Regions from separate parts of the Mus musculus genome. Here all the other regions are linked to region 2. The links are chromatin contacts, called in public HiChIP or PLAC-seq maps. All regions are on one chromosome and are shown on one strand. Each heading gives the region's core, a stretch centred on a gene start, on an enhancer-like site or on the middle of the called end of the contact. The rest is flanking DNA. Distances are from core to core; before and after follow the strand shown. Region 1 overlaps Setd7 (SET domain containing (lysine methyltransferase) 7). Region 2 holds the start of Rab33b (RAB33B, member RAS oncogene family). Region 3 overlaps Setd7 (SET domain containing (lysine methyltransferase) 7).

What was found. HiChIP or PLAC-seq counts read pairs in DNA pulled down with a chosen protein or histone mark.
Region 1: a contact with region 2 is called in an H3K27ac HiChIP or PLAC-seq map of trophoblast stem cells, with 20 read pairs. The contact joins the enhancer-like site here to the promoter of Rab33b in region 2. A contact is called at or near these places in 2 of 39 promoter capture datasets (cranial neural crest and trophoblast stem cells), 1 of 15 datasets of contacts at CTCF or cohesin (the NIH/3T3 cell line), 8 of 484 Hi-C or Micro-C datasets (the AML12 cell line, Sertoli cells, brain and 5 more), 10 of 115 datasets of contacts at active chromatin or transcription factors (the SCID.adh cell line, embryonic hindbrain, embryonic stem cells and 4 more) and 2 of 9 other capture datasets (adipose tissue and pancreatic islet).
Region 3: a contact with region 2 is called in an H3K4me3 HiChIP or PLAC-seq map of embryonic stem cells, with 35 read pairs. The contact joins the enhancer-like site here to the promoter of Rab33b in region 2. A contact is called at or near these places in 11 of 39 promoter capture datasets (the C10 cell line, HPC-7-derived erythroid cells, cranial neural crest and 8 more), 3 of 15 datasets of contacts at CTCF or cohesin (CD8 T cells, the NIH/3T3 cell line and embryonic stem cells), 53 of 484 Hi-C or Micro-C datasets (the C2C12 cell line, CD4 T cells, CD8 T cells and 43 more), 20 of 115 datasets of contacts at active chromatin or transcription factors (the SCID.adh cell line, bone marrow-derived macrophages, craniofacial prominence and 14 more) and 4 of 9 other capture datasets (adipose tissue, embryonic stem cells, liver and 1 more).

The regions. Positions count from the first base shown.
Region 1 is chr3:51,516,753-51,521,052 of GRCm38.p6, forward strand. Setd7 (SET domain containing (lysine methyltransferase) 7) reads right to left here. Exons shown (of 8, transcript NM_080793.5): 8 at 1-4,300. Among named protein-coding and RNA genes, the nearest start is that of Gm36008, 7.9 kb to the left of the region's middle. Within about 2 kb of position 1,384, at least 97 of the 459 cell types and tissues checked have an H3K27ac peak or open chromatin away from gene starts, as enhancers often do. A contact at or near this core is called in the SCID.adh cell line, intestinal villus epithelium, myeloid progenitors and 4 more, where this site is marked.
Region 2 is chr3:51,482,716-51,486,866 of GRCm38.p6, forward strand. Rab33b (RAB33B, member RAS oncogene family) reads left to right here and starts at 1,251. Exons shown (of 2, transcript NM_016858.2): 1 at 1,251-1,865. The coding sequence starts at 1,617.
Region 3 is chr3:51,537,874-51,541,731 of GRCm38.p6, forward strand. All of the region lies in intron 3 of Setd7 (SET domain containing (lysine methyltransferase) 7), which reads right to left. Among named protein-coding and RNA genes, the nearest start is that of 5031434O11Rik, 20 kb to the right of the region's middle. Within about 2 kb of position 1,893, at least 48 of the 459 cell types and tissues checked have an H3K27ac peak or open chromatin away from gene starts, as enhancers often do. A contact at or near this core is called in CD8 T cells, Th1 cells, bone marrow-derived macrophages and 11 more, where this site is marked.

The DNA.
Region 1 (4,300 bases), core at 134-2,633, 34 kb after region 2:
CACCAAAAATTTTTGTCCTGTGTTTAAATAGCACTGGAATAATTCAACTTCATTTAAATATATTCATTCTACCATGAAAATATTTCATACAAACAGCTATTTACATACAAACACATTAAAATTTGTGGAAAGGGCTCCACCCCTGCGGCTTTATGGCTTGAAATAGTTTCATTGCTTTGAATATGTATGCACATGTTTGGCAAAATAAAACTTACAAAATTGAGTCTTTTTGAAAACAAAAATCACCACCCCTCCCCTCCCCTCCCCAACCCCGGCAAAACCAAACCAAAACCAAAAACAACCCTCCAAAACTAAAACCCAAAAAACACTGACACCAAAGCTTAAAATTTTAGAAGGGAAAGCAATCCAAGCCCCGCTGCCCCGCTGCAGCAATGCAAGCCTCAGGGCGGGAATCTATCAAGGTACCTCCCTGTACCTGGAAATTGAAGATATTTGTGAACCTTTGATCTGCAGCAAAGAAACATTGCGACTCTCCATCTTGCAACATAGTTTTGCTTGTTTGTCTAAAATAAAAGATGTCTGGATTCTAAATCTCTACTTTGAAGACAGAATTTGAGGTGGCTGTTTGAGAATAACCAAAGCCTAGAACTCTTGACCTTCTTGGAAAATGTAGAAGTGCATTTTTGCAGTGAGAAATTTAGATTTTTTTTCTTAAACCAATTAAGTAAAATTAATAAAAGTGTCACATACTGTCTCACGAAGACAACCTTTTATTTCAGTGTTCACAATTGACCCTTCCACTCCCAGTACTAGGGACGTAAGCCAGGGCCTCTAGCTGCTAGGCAGATGTTGGACTTTGAGCTGTATTTGCTGCTCAACGCAACTTTAATTGTCACAATTAAATGTTGTAAATGATTACATGGCCTTGTTGGTGTGTGGGTGTGTGTGTGTGTGTGAGGGTTGGTGATAAGGAAACAGTTTTTCAAGACTGATGAACCCCAAAGGGGAATGAGGCTGAACTCTAGTCCCAGTCAGGTTCAAAGAGGCCTTGACAAAAAAAAAAAAAAGGTTTCCTTTTTAGTTGCTGGAGAGGTCAGGGATTGAGAGGATTAAAATAAGAATCTGTACTAAGAAACTCAAGTCTTCCGCCTGTTACTCTGTAACCTTATCATTCTTTTGTGTCCTAATTTCAGTTCTTTCTTTTGCTTCTGTTAGTTCCAGCGTATGCCCCAGTTAGGGGGGACGTGCTCCATGGATTAGTTCCTAGTCCTAACTCCTAACTCTAACACAAGGCAATAATAGTTCAGCATAGGAAAGATGCTAAAGATGGGTCAAGTCATGCAGGGTTGGACTGAGACAGCTCTGAATGAGGCCTCTCGAGACCCGTGCTGACGTCAGGCAGGTAAGCCCACAAGCGCCAGCTGTCAGGAAGACAGCGCACAGTTCTTTTTCTTCTCTACCACACAGAATCTCAATCATGGCTGTTTGTGATTATGATCCTGAGAGAAGACCAGACTTGCCCGCTTCCTATGTCCTTCTACAGTAGAAGGCACATTCGGAGGCTTTTCTGTTTTGGTTCAAGCAAGGAGCAAACCCCAACCTCCCTCAGCAGCTAATTCTCTATGCAGCGCCTATGCTGTCTGCTTCTCTTCTCCACAGTGAGGTTCTGGCCTCTTTAACAGTTGCAACCTATGACTAAGCAAGTTACCTATGCTTGGTAACTTGGAGAGAGGAAGAGAGAAGGGGAGGGGGAAGGGGAGGGAGGGGGAAGGGAAAGCAAGGGAAGGGGGAGGGGAGGGAGAGGGAGAAGAAGAGGGAGGAAGAGGGAGTAAAAGGAAGAGGGAGGGAAAGGAAGAGGGAGGGAGAGGGATAGAGAAGGCGGAGGCAGGGGCAGTGACTGGAATGGGTCACAGTCAGGGAAAGGCACAGAGTCCAGCAAGAGAGAAGAGGAACTTAAGACATAAGGAAAGAGGTGGAGCAATCGGCTGGGCTGCCATTCTGCACACACACACCCAGGCTTCTCACACAGCAGAAGAAAAGGAGCTGAAAGGCACCAGGAACCCAGGGCGAGGGGAGACAGGGAGGCTCGGCTCTGAGGGTCTGCTTCCTGTGTCTAAGGGTCACCGACACATTGCTGCTGGGTTTGAAGTCCAGTGTGTCTTCCTCCACTGTGGGATGGGAAAAGTAGATCGGTTTCCCAGCCACATGTGTGTGTGTGTGTGTGTGTGTGGAGGGGCGGGTGCGTGCCATGCTGGGTGTGGTCAGAGGCTAGCCTTCAGGAGTTGTTTCTCTCCTACTATATATGTCCTAAGGCTTAACTCAGGCCATCGGCTTGCCAACAGCACCTTTACCTGCTAAACGTTTTTTGCTGGCCCTTAAGCCCCCCCAAATTGTTTTTGAGTCCCATTTGGATGAGATTGCTAGAGTAGCCCTTTAGGATAGAGGTTGAGCCCCTACAGCAACTGAGGCTAAGGTTCCATCCCCAGGTGTGAAATCCTGTGAGCCTGGGCGATTGGAGGTGGAACCTGTTCTCTCGTCCTCCGTCCTCCTTCTCATCTGGTCACTGAAGTTCAGCCATTGTTCTCCCCAAAGCAGCCAACTCTCTTTGGGCACATTTACAGAAAAGCTCCTCTCAGAATCTGAACCCACAGACTCAGCCTCCTGTCAGAGTTTACTGAATGGTGTCTTTCTACAGAATAGAAGCCATCCTATCCTGCTGACTTGCAGTCTGAAAACTATTCAGTCCTCTTTGCAGGAGGCTCCTCGAAAGTCCAGAGGACGTTTCTCCCGAGGGAACTCGCTCCTTAAGCTTTCAAACAGGGATGTGACTAGCACTCCCGGGCAGCATCGTCACCTGGGTGCAGAGCCTGACGGTAGGTATGTCAGGAAGCTTGTGAAAGAGCCCAGGGGTGGCTATCACAACTGAGGGCTGAGTTCTCCACCTGGGGCTCTTGATGGAAAAGCTGTGTCGCAGCCCCAGATAAAGCACTCCTGAAAGTTGTGAAGACCAAGATGCAACTGACCACAGAATATCAAACCGCTCTCTACCTGTCTCCTCTCTCCATTTCCACCTACTCCCAAGCATCTCTCCCCTTTCCCAGAGCCCTTTATTGCAGCTTGGAAAGCTTTAGCTTTTAAGCCTAAACCGACACAGGCCACAGGTAGCACTGTGGACAGCTACCGGCTTCAGCAACTGTTGTTCCCAGGCCTTCTCGGTGATGGACACCTTGGGGGAGGGGAGTGTTCCCCAAACTCGGCATTCATTCAGAGCGACCCAGTTACATTACAGATCTAATGTGCTAAAGTAAAATAATGGGGTTTTCTCTGTACTTCTGCAATTGTGATTACATATGGCTTGAGGAGGCTGAGACGCTAGCGGGATTAACCGCGCAGGTGTGAACTCTTGGAAGCAGCTAAATGCTTTGAAATCCGCTGTGACGAGAAGCCTTAGCTAGAGATCTGATTTGTACCTATCGATATCAGCATGTCTGCCTTCGTGACACTGATTTCAAAGAGAATTTTGCATTCTGCCTTAGAATGCACACTGGCTATTGTGTTTGAATTCAATGAGCTGTGTGTGTCACAAGCCAGACTGTACTAGGTTATGTACAATTAATGTGTACCCAAGAAGAAGAAAAAATTAGCAACACTACTGGAGATACTGCAAAGTTGCCATAACAACTGCTTAGATATAACTTCCCTCTCTTCTTCCTGAAAGTGTATCTTAAAACCCTTCCATAACTTGATGCAAACAAGGTAAATCCATTTCTTCTCACATCTGAAAGCAAAGATATCCTTGTTTACATGCGAGAATAGTAAGTCTATAAATAACAGTCTGGCCCTAGGAGCCAGGACTTTATATCAGGACGTAAGAGTGAAATGGCAGAGAAAGGACCAGAGAGACCTGTACGCTGCTACAAATGCAAAATCCAAGTGGAAGCTTTCTCTTGTAAAGTATAGCTAGTATAGTGAAGCTAAAGAAATTACTCAAAACACTGGGCTTCGGGTCACTAGGAGAGGAACAACAAAAACAAAGCCATTCTACTGCAAGAGATACAGATCAAAGGTTAAAAGGCAAATGACCCTACGTGTATATAAAGATGTAATTGCTTCCTGCCCTGCGGTTGGCAACATGCAAGGGTGACAACACCATTTGCACTGGCCATAGAGAAAACATCATGGAAAAAAAAATAAAAAGAAGAAGAAGAGACTGAAGAACCCCGTTTCCCCTTTTCAGCCTCATCATTTGGTATCTCTGAACACGGTCCAGATTTAGACTTTCACCATCAAAGAACATCATGCTGTCTACAGTTCGACAGTACCTCTCAGTAGGGCGTTG
Region 2 (4,151 bases), core at 1-2,500:
CTCTTTTCTAGGGATATTTGTATAGCAATCGTTTTTTGCGTGATAAAAAATATTTTTTTCTTCTTGTTCTAGGGGGAGTCTTGTTTGGTCTCCAGGATGAGAAAAGGCACCATCACTCTTCTGGATGAAGCTGGACAGATTCAGAGACCATTTATGAAATACCCGTTTCCTGCAGAGCATTTCCTGTAATGCTACCACTTACATCGGACAGACATCACCTTGGCCTCATGGCATCACTTGGGGAATGGGGTATACTCTGCCTCTCTGAGAAGGTGCCTTTTCTTTCTCACCTAGGAGTTTCATTGACAGTTCATCAACTGGCACTGGAACTTGTTGACTTACAAAGTTAACATGTCAGATCCTTCAGAGTTGACTCCAAAACGTCTCCATGTAACCACTAACATACTGTTCCAGCCTTCTCAGTACTGGGATTATAGGCATGTGGTATTACATTCAGCTTAAGTGGTACTTATTTTTAATTTTAAACCAATGGTAACATTCAGCCAGGCATAGTCTCACACCTGTAACCCTAGTATTCAGGAGACTAAGACAGGATTCCCACAAAAATCAGAGCCAGCCTGGATACACAGTGAGGTTCTAGGCCAGCTTTAGCTACAATATGAAAATCCTGGGGGGGGGGGGCTGGATAGGAAAGAAGGGAATAAGGAGATGGTTCTAAATTTGGATCCCCAGAACCCAAGGCAATGCTGAGCAGGCATGGAAGACCTCCTGTAATTCCTACCTTGGAAGATGGAGACAGAATCCCCAGAGCAAGTTAGCTACCAAGACTAGCTCTATGGAATGAGCTCTGGGTTTGACTGAGAGATCCTGCCTCAAGGAGACCTGGCTGTCCTGGAACTCTATGGAGTTGAAGAGAATCACAGAGATTTAAGACTTGTGTTGCTCAAACCAGCCGAAAACAATTTGTCTCTTTTACAAAACAAACTGAGCGGGTCGTGGTAGTGTACACTTTTCATTGCAGCACCGGGAAGGCAGAGGTAGAGGAGAGTCTCTACGGCCAAGATCAGGTTCAGGAGCTGAGTAGCCTCTCACCCTCCTGCCCACGCCGTTCCGCCCCGCTCCACGGAGGCCCGGAGGAAGCGGTGAGCACAGGGGATGCTCAGAGCCCAACTCCAAGCCCCAACCCCGGCTGCGACCAGGCGGCCACGACGCCACTGCGCCGCCGCCTCTCGCGAGACCACAGCCGGGCCGCGCCTCCTTCCTCTCCGCTGTCTCTCTCTCTCTCCCCGCCCCCGGGGGCTGCGCAGCTTCCTCCAGAGCTCGGGAACCTCGGACGTGGCGAGGCGGTCAGAAGGCTGGAGCGCGGCACATAGAGGTCCCTCGGGCGGACCTTCTGAGCCGCAGTCCAGCCAGGGAGCGCCGACGCATCTTTCCAGGTACACCGCACCGACTGGCGGAGGCCTACTGCGCGTGCGCCGGGGCCTTAGCGGGGCGCCACACCTGGGTGGGCAGGGGCTGCTCGCGCACGCGCGCCGCGGTGCCCGCGGGCTGTGGGGAGTTGGGCGTCGTTTGTCACTGCTAGGGAGCGCTGTCGCTGGCGTGGCGTCATTCCCGCGGCTTCTGTGCTCCGGCTCAGCTCGGGGCGGGGCGGGAGGATGACTTCGGAGATGGAGTCGTCGCTGGAGGTCAGCTTCTCGTCCAGCTGTGCGGTGTCAGGGGCGTCTGGGTGTTTGCCTCCCGCCCGCTCCCGCATCTTCAAGATCATAGTGATCGGCGACTCGAACGTGGGCAAGACGTGCCTGACTTACCGCTTCTGCGCCGGCCGCTTCCCCGACCGCACCGAGGCCACGATCGGGGTGGACTTCCGAGAGCGAGCCGTGGATATTGATGGAGAGCGCATCAAGGTGAGCCGGTGGGGCGGGGACGCTGTCTCAGCGGAGTGCCGCTCCTTCTTGGCAGGTGTCGGGACCTCACCCTGGGTCTGGGCAGGAGTGTGCGGTGCGCCCCATGGCGTGGGAAAGTGTGTTTGTATCTATCAAACTTCTGAGGCATTGTTCCTCCACCTCTAATGTACATCAGGTTTACCTGGGACTTCTTGTTTTTCAAAAAAGCACGTTCTGATTTGATAAGCTCCCCTATAACGCACATGCAATGAGTCTGTGGACCGACCACACTTTGAGTGACAGAGGTGTAGGGGGCGGTCACCCCCCCACTCCCACCCCCATTGCTTGAGTGAGAGTTTTGGGCTGGGAATCTGGGTGGTGGTGGTGGTGGGGTATAACCGGAAGAAACTCAGAAATTTTTCAAGCATAGAAAATTCCGTTATAAGTCGGGCCTGGGGGAACACTTCTTAAATCTCAGCACTCTCACAGAGACCAGGATCTCTGTGTTTGAGATCAGCGTGGTCTAATTAGTTCCAGGATAGACAGGGCTCTCCTGGATAGACAGAATACACAGAGAAACCCTGTCTCAACCAAACAAACCTCAAACACCCCAATTTAACAACAACAACAACAACAACAACAACAAAACCTCCGTTATATCTAGGAATTCTTTTGAGCATTGCACAGATGCTAAGTATTGTGGGAGTAAAACCTGTTGCCTTTGAGGCGTTTTCTGTATGATAACCAATTTATCTAGGGGGAAAAAAATCTGTTTTCTCATTGAGGCATTTATATGTGATGGTTCTTAGGTGGTTTGCCAACATCATATCTCTTGTTGCAAAAACAGACCCTCTCCCAGGTAGCTACTGAGACTTTGTAATCATAGTAGGAAGTCTAAGGCAGCCAGGTTGGGATTCTGAAGGGTTGGGTTCCTCAACTGCAGAATAATGATCCTTGACAAGTCAGGGGCCTCCTGATGCTGTAAACCTCGGCACTGTTGCGAAACTACTAAGGGTTACTTAATACTACTCCTTAAAACATATGAGATGGAGGTGTGTGTGTGGGGGGGGAGCACCCGTGTCTTTAACTCTAGTATTCTGGGAGATAGAGGCAAGTGGATTTCTGTGCGTTCAAGGCAGTCTGGTGTATATAGTTAGTCCCAGGACAACCAGGGAGACTACAAACTGCCCCCCTCCCCACATATGAAACCTGGGACCACCCACCCCCTTAAGCAACTGTTTTACATTGCAGTCTCCTACATCAGTCTACTCAGAAGAGGTTTGATTTGCCCCTCCTCCCCTTCTTCCCTTGAGGCGTCGTGTTTCCGTTTCTATACTCACCCTTTCCTCAAAGAGTTTTACTTTTACCCCAGGAACAATAAAGGGCAAATCATCTTATTTAAGAGATCAACCCTTCTCTGGGCCCCTTTGCTTTTAAATTTGCCTTTATTTTATGTGTGTGCATGCACAGGTGTGCATGAGTATGTGTGTATGTGAGTGAGGTAAGTCTAGGCTCTAGGGATTGATGTCAGGAGTCTTCCTCGGGTGCTCTCTAGCTTTACTGTTTTGAGGTAGTCTCCTCAACGAATCTGGAGCACACTGGTTCCATGAGACTGACTAGGACTAGGATCAGGGCTGGGATCACAGTTGTACAGGTGCCAAGGGTACAAATTTAGCTTGGCAAGCACTTTCTTTCCTTTCTTTCTTTTTCTTTTCTTTTTTTTTTTTTTTTTCCAGACAGGGTTTCTCTGTGTAGCCCTGGCTGTCCTGGAACTCACTTTGTAGACCAGGCTGGCCTCGAACTCAGAAATTCGCCTGCCTCTGCCTCCCGAGTGCTGGGATCAAAGGCGTGCGCCACCACTCCGGGCTTGGTTTACACTTCCACATCACTGTTCACCACTGAAGGAAGTCAGGACAGGAACTCACACAGGGCAGGAACCTGGAGGCAGGAGCAGATGCAGAGACCATGGATGGGTGCTACTTACAGGCTTGCTTCCCCTGGTTTGGCCAGCTTGCCTCCCTGTACTTCCCAGGATACCAGCACCACCCACAATAGGTTGGGCCCTCGTCCATTGGTCACTAAGTGTGAAAATGCCTTACAGCTGGGTGTCTTGGAGGCATTTTTCTCAACTTCTCTTGATGACTCTAGCTTGTGCCAAGTTGGCACAAACCCAGCCAGTATAGTGTAGAAGCCTGTGGAGGCGGGAAAGCTTCTGGTGTGTGTGTCTTTTGGGGGTCAGCAGTTGTGGGGAAAGTTGCCCAGTTAGCCCAGGTGCAAGTGTGAGCCAGTGATGCTATGGCATGGATT
Region 3 (3,858 bases), core at 643-3,142, 56 kb after region 2:
AAAGTTCTTGTTATGTTTCTGAGCCTGGCCTTGGATTCATTATCTAGGACAGACTAGCTGTAAATTCACTGTGGTTGCTGTGTCTGCTTCTCAAGTGCTGGAATTGCAGGAGGCCCAACTCACTTCTCTACCAAGAAAATCTTACAACTGGATATGGTCTCGCACACCTTTGATCTCAGCACTTGGGAAGCAGAGGCAGGCACATCTCTGATCTCTGTAAGTGTGATGCCAACCCGGTCTATTCAGGACAGCCAGGGTTATATAGGGAGATCCTGTCTTTAAAATACAACACAATAAAATTGTCAGTTAAAATTAGCTTTAAAAAATTATTATTATTATCATTATTATTTGCAGTGCTGGGAGTGAACCAAGGGCCCAGGGCCTTATATGCTAGTACATGCTAAACACTCTACCTCTGAGCTAAATCTCTATGTTCTTAGGAATTAATTTGGGCCAGCCAGGCGTCGTGGTGCACGCCTTTATTTCCAGCACTTGGGAGGCAGAGGCAGGAGGATCTCTGTGAGGCCAGCCTGGTCTACATAGTTCTAGGACAGCCAAGGCTATTACACAGAGAAACCTCATCGTGAAAACCAAAGTTGGGGGGATAGGGGTAGAAAGAAAGAAAAGAAAAGAATTAATTTGGGCTACATGAGTAACAATAGTGTTGTCTGTATTTTCTAAGTGATTAAATAAATAAATAAAAGGTCTTGTCTCCTCTACATCGCTTCTTTCTTTCCTTCTTCATTGGTGGCTGCCCTGCCTTCCTCCAGGAGAAGGGCCAGCTTTGCTTTCTTCCTTAGGACAAAGGCCAGAGAAATTCTATGTCTTGGCAAGTGCCAGGGTCACAGTACGTAACCAACAAATGCTTGGTGGTTTAATTTTGTGTGTATGTCCCTGTGTGCACTTGTATTTGCATGGGTAGGCATGCGCCACGGTGCATGTGAGGTCAGAGCACAGCCTACAGAAGCCAGTTCTCAACTTCTGATACATGGATCCCAGGAGACCCATCCTTCTCCGGTTTAGTGGCAGACACCTCTTCTCACTAAGTCATCCCATAAACACGTTTTAGTTGAACTGGGGGCTACCACAGTGTTGTGGATAATCTAATTTAGGAAGCAAGAGATGTGGCCTCTGCTGGAAGTCCTTACTGCATAACTTACCAATCAAAGTCCCTTGTAAGCTTGCTAAACAATTTGATAGCATGGTGCCTTGGATAGCTTGGTTAATGTCCTGGGCTCAAAAATCTAGGAACAGTTATACAAAGTAGCAATGCAGGGTGGCACTCATGTGACCGTCAGTGTTGCTATTGGGACAGGGATAAGTGGCCTTACCTACACGAGTCACACAGATCGACACAGTCTAACCGCTCTTTGGTGGGGGAGAGATTATAAACTAAAATAAATTTCAGAACCTATGAGGAAAAATGTATAGCATCATTTTCATGGGCAGACAATGCTCTTTGTCCTTCTTACTAATGCTGTGTCCTTTCTGTACCATCTATCTTCAGGCTACTACTGCTGAGCCACAGTGTGTTAGTGCATAGTGTGTGTTATTCTTACATGTGGTTAACTACCAGGAGCTACCTACCACATTACTGCCTATTTGAAGCAGACGTAAGTCTTTATTTAGGGCCTCACACTCTTTTCTCTCAAAAGCTGAATTTATTACTTTGCACTTATAAAACAGAAATCCTTTGGTTTTCTAAATAATAAAAGAAAATAAAATGCATTGGAAGCTAAAAATCAAACCAAACCAAACCAATTTCTTGGGGCTGCACACGGTGCCTTTTGCTAGTGTTCAGCTAGCATGATCGTGTCCCTGGGTTTGAGTCTCAGCTCTGCATAGCCTGAGTTGGTGGCATGCACCTATAATTCCAGCCTTTAGGGGGCAGAGGCAGGGGAATCAGAGGTTCAAGGTGCTCTGCAGCTACACAGAGAATCTGAGGCCAGCCTGGGCTACACAAGACTGTCTCAAAAACCGAAATAACACCAGCAAAACCTTTGTATCATAATTAGAGGGAGATTTTTCAAAAGAAGCTGTTCTTAGAGCAATCTCACACGAACAATAGGCAGAATAGTTCTTTTACTACTCTTAGTTATTCGTGCTATGGCACAAATACTGCCCAGCTGCTCTATCAAGGAGCATGGGGAAGAGGCCATTGTCTGGTTCCTTCCGCTCGCTGGCTCCCCCTAGCGGGATCGGTGAGAAGGTAGGTCAAATGCTTGTTGACAACACATTTCTCTTTTGGGTGGGGATTAAGAAGATAAAGGCTGTTTGGGATGTCTCTACAATGGGTCCTAGGCACTGTCCTGTCAATCCCAGGACGGATGTCCCTCAGAGTCCCAGTGCTCGAGCAGCAAAAGGGACCTAGAAGCCCGTAGTGGCTCTGTGTTCCCATCCTGTGACTACAGTGATGACCAGCAAGCCAGTGCCTGACACTGATGCCCACTTCTGTACTGACTCAGCTTCCAGAAAGCCTCGGGCTGTAGTCAGCCCCTTCCACCCTCAACAGATACCGCATGTGCCATCCGCCATTCTGAGAGCTAGTTATTGTCTCCCAATGCCTCTTTCCCAACAGTCTTCTCTTGGTGTTTGATAAGACCAGAGGGTGAAACGTTGCTCCAGTGGCTGGCCCCGCCTATGTACCTGCAGCAGTGCTAGTTGGATAATGGGGGACGAGGGGGGAAAGAAGGGGTAAAGGACACAAAAGTGGGAGCTGACATTTTGGTGTCTGGGGGATTGGTGGACTGGGCATGCATATGATGAAGACACGCTCGCTGCATACACATGTATGATATCGTCAAAGAACACATAAAATGTTATTCTCTAAAAAATGTCACTTTTAAAGACATTTTTAGGTTTGACTACAGTCAGTGAGATGACTGTAGGAGACGGTCTCAGCTGTACCTTCCATCTCACCACAGGACTTCCGTCGATCCTAGTCACAAGTGAAATGACAGGGTGTGGGAGTCTCTGGGAATCCCTGTTTCGGCTGGCTCTCTCTCATCCTCTGCCTACACAGGCTCCGCTCACTTTTCTGACAAGTCTCTCAGATGTCAGTAGCACCCCAGCTCCAAGCAACATGGAGCTCAGCCCGGCCACTCGGAAGTCCTCTCTCACCCTTCAGAAACTGCAGGTACCTTGGTCCCAGTATCGGCTTCTCTGCCTCTACCTAGACTCTGATGTCTGATGGGTCAGAGCTGACCAAGATGCCTAAAAAATGCTTGGGAAGTCTTGGACAAAGAGTGACCACATCTTTTCCTTAGGGCACAGCTCTTTTTGAAAAATTTCATGTGTCAGGGGAAGGTTGGGTAGTGGGAAGGGGAGGGTGTTGGATCCCTTGGAGCCTCCAATACTGGGATTCAAACTCCAGTCCTCATGATAGAACAACAGGCACTCTTAACTGCTGGGCCATCTCCCCAGCCCCAAACTGTCAGGCATACCCGTCTCAGGCTTCCCTAGTAGCTGGGCCCACACATGCATAAACTGAGCTTAACTGATGAAAACACAAACAAACAATTGTGTGGCTGATCATGTGTGGCTCACGCCTCTGATCCTAGCACTAGGGAGGCAGAGGCAGGTGGATCTCTGAGTTCAAGGCCAGGCTCATCTACACAGTGAGCCACAGGACAGTCAGGACTAAATAGGAAACCCTTGTCTCAAAAATAAATACAAACCAAGTGTGTGTAGGATGACACTGGGTGTCCTGATCTACCACTCTCTGCTTTAGTCCCAGAGACAGGGTCTCACTGAACTTGAGGTATGCCAGCCTAGAGACCCTCCCATGAGACCCAAGTAAAAGCCTTGTGAGTGCATAAGGGACCAAGCCAGGCTTTTTACTTGCTTTCTGGGGATTTG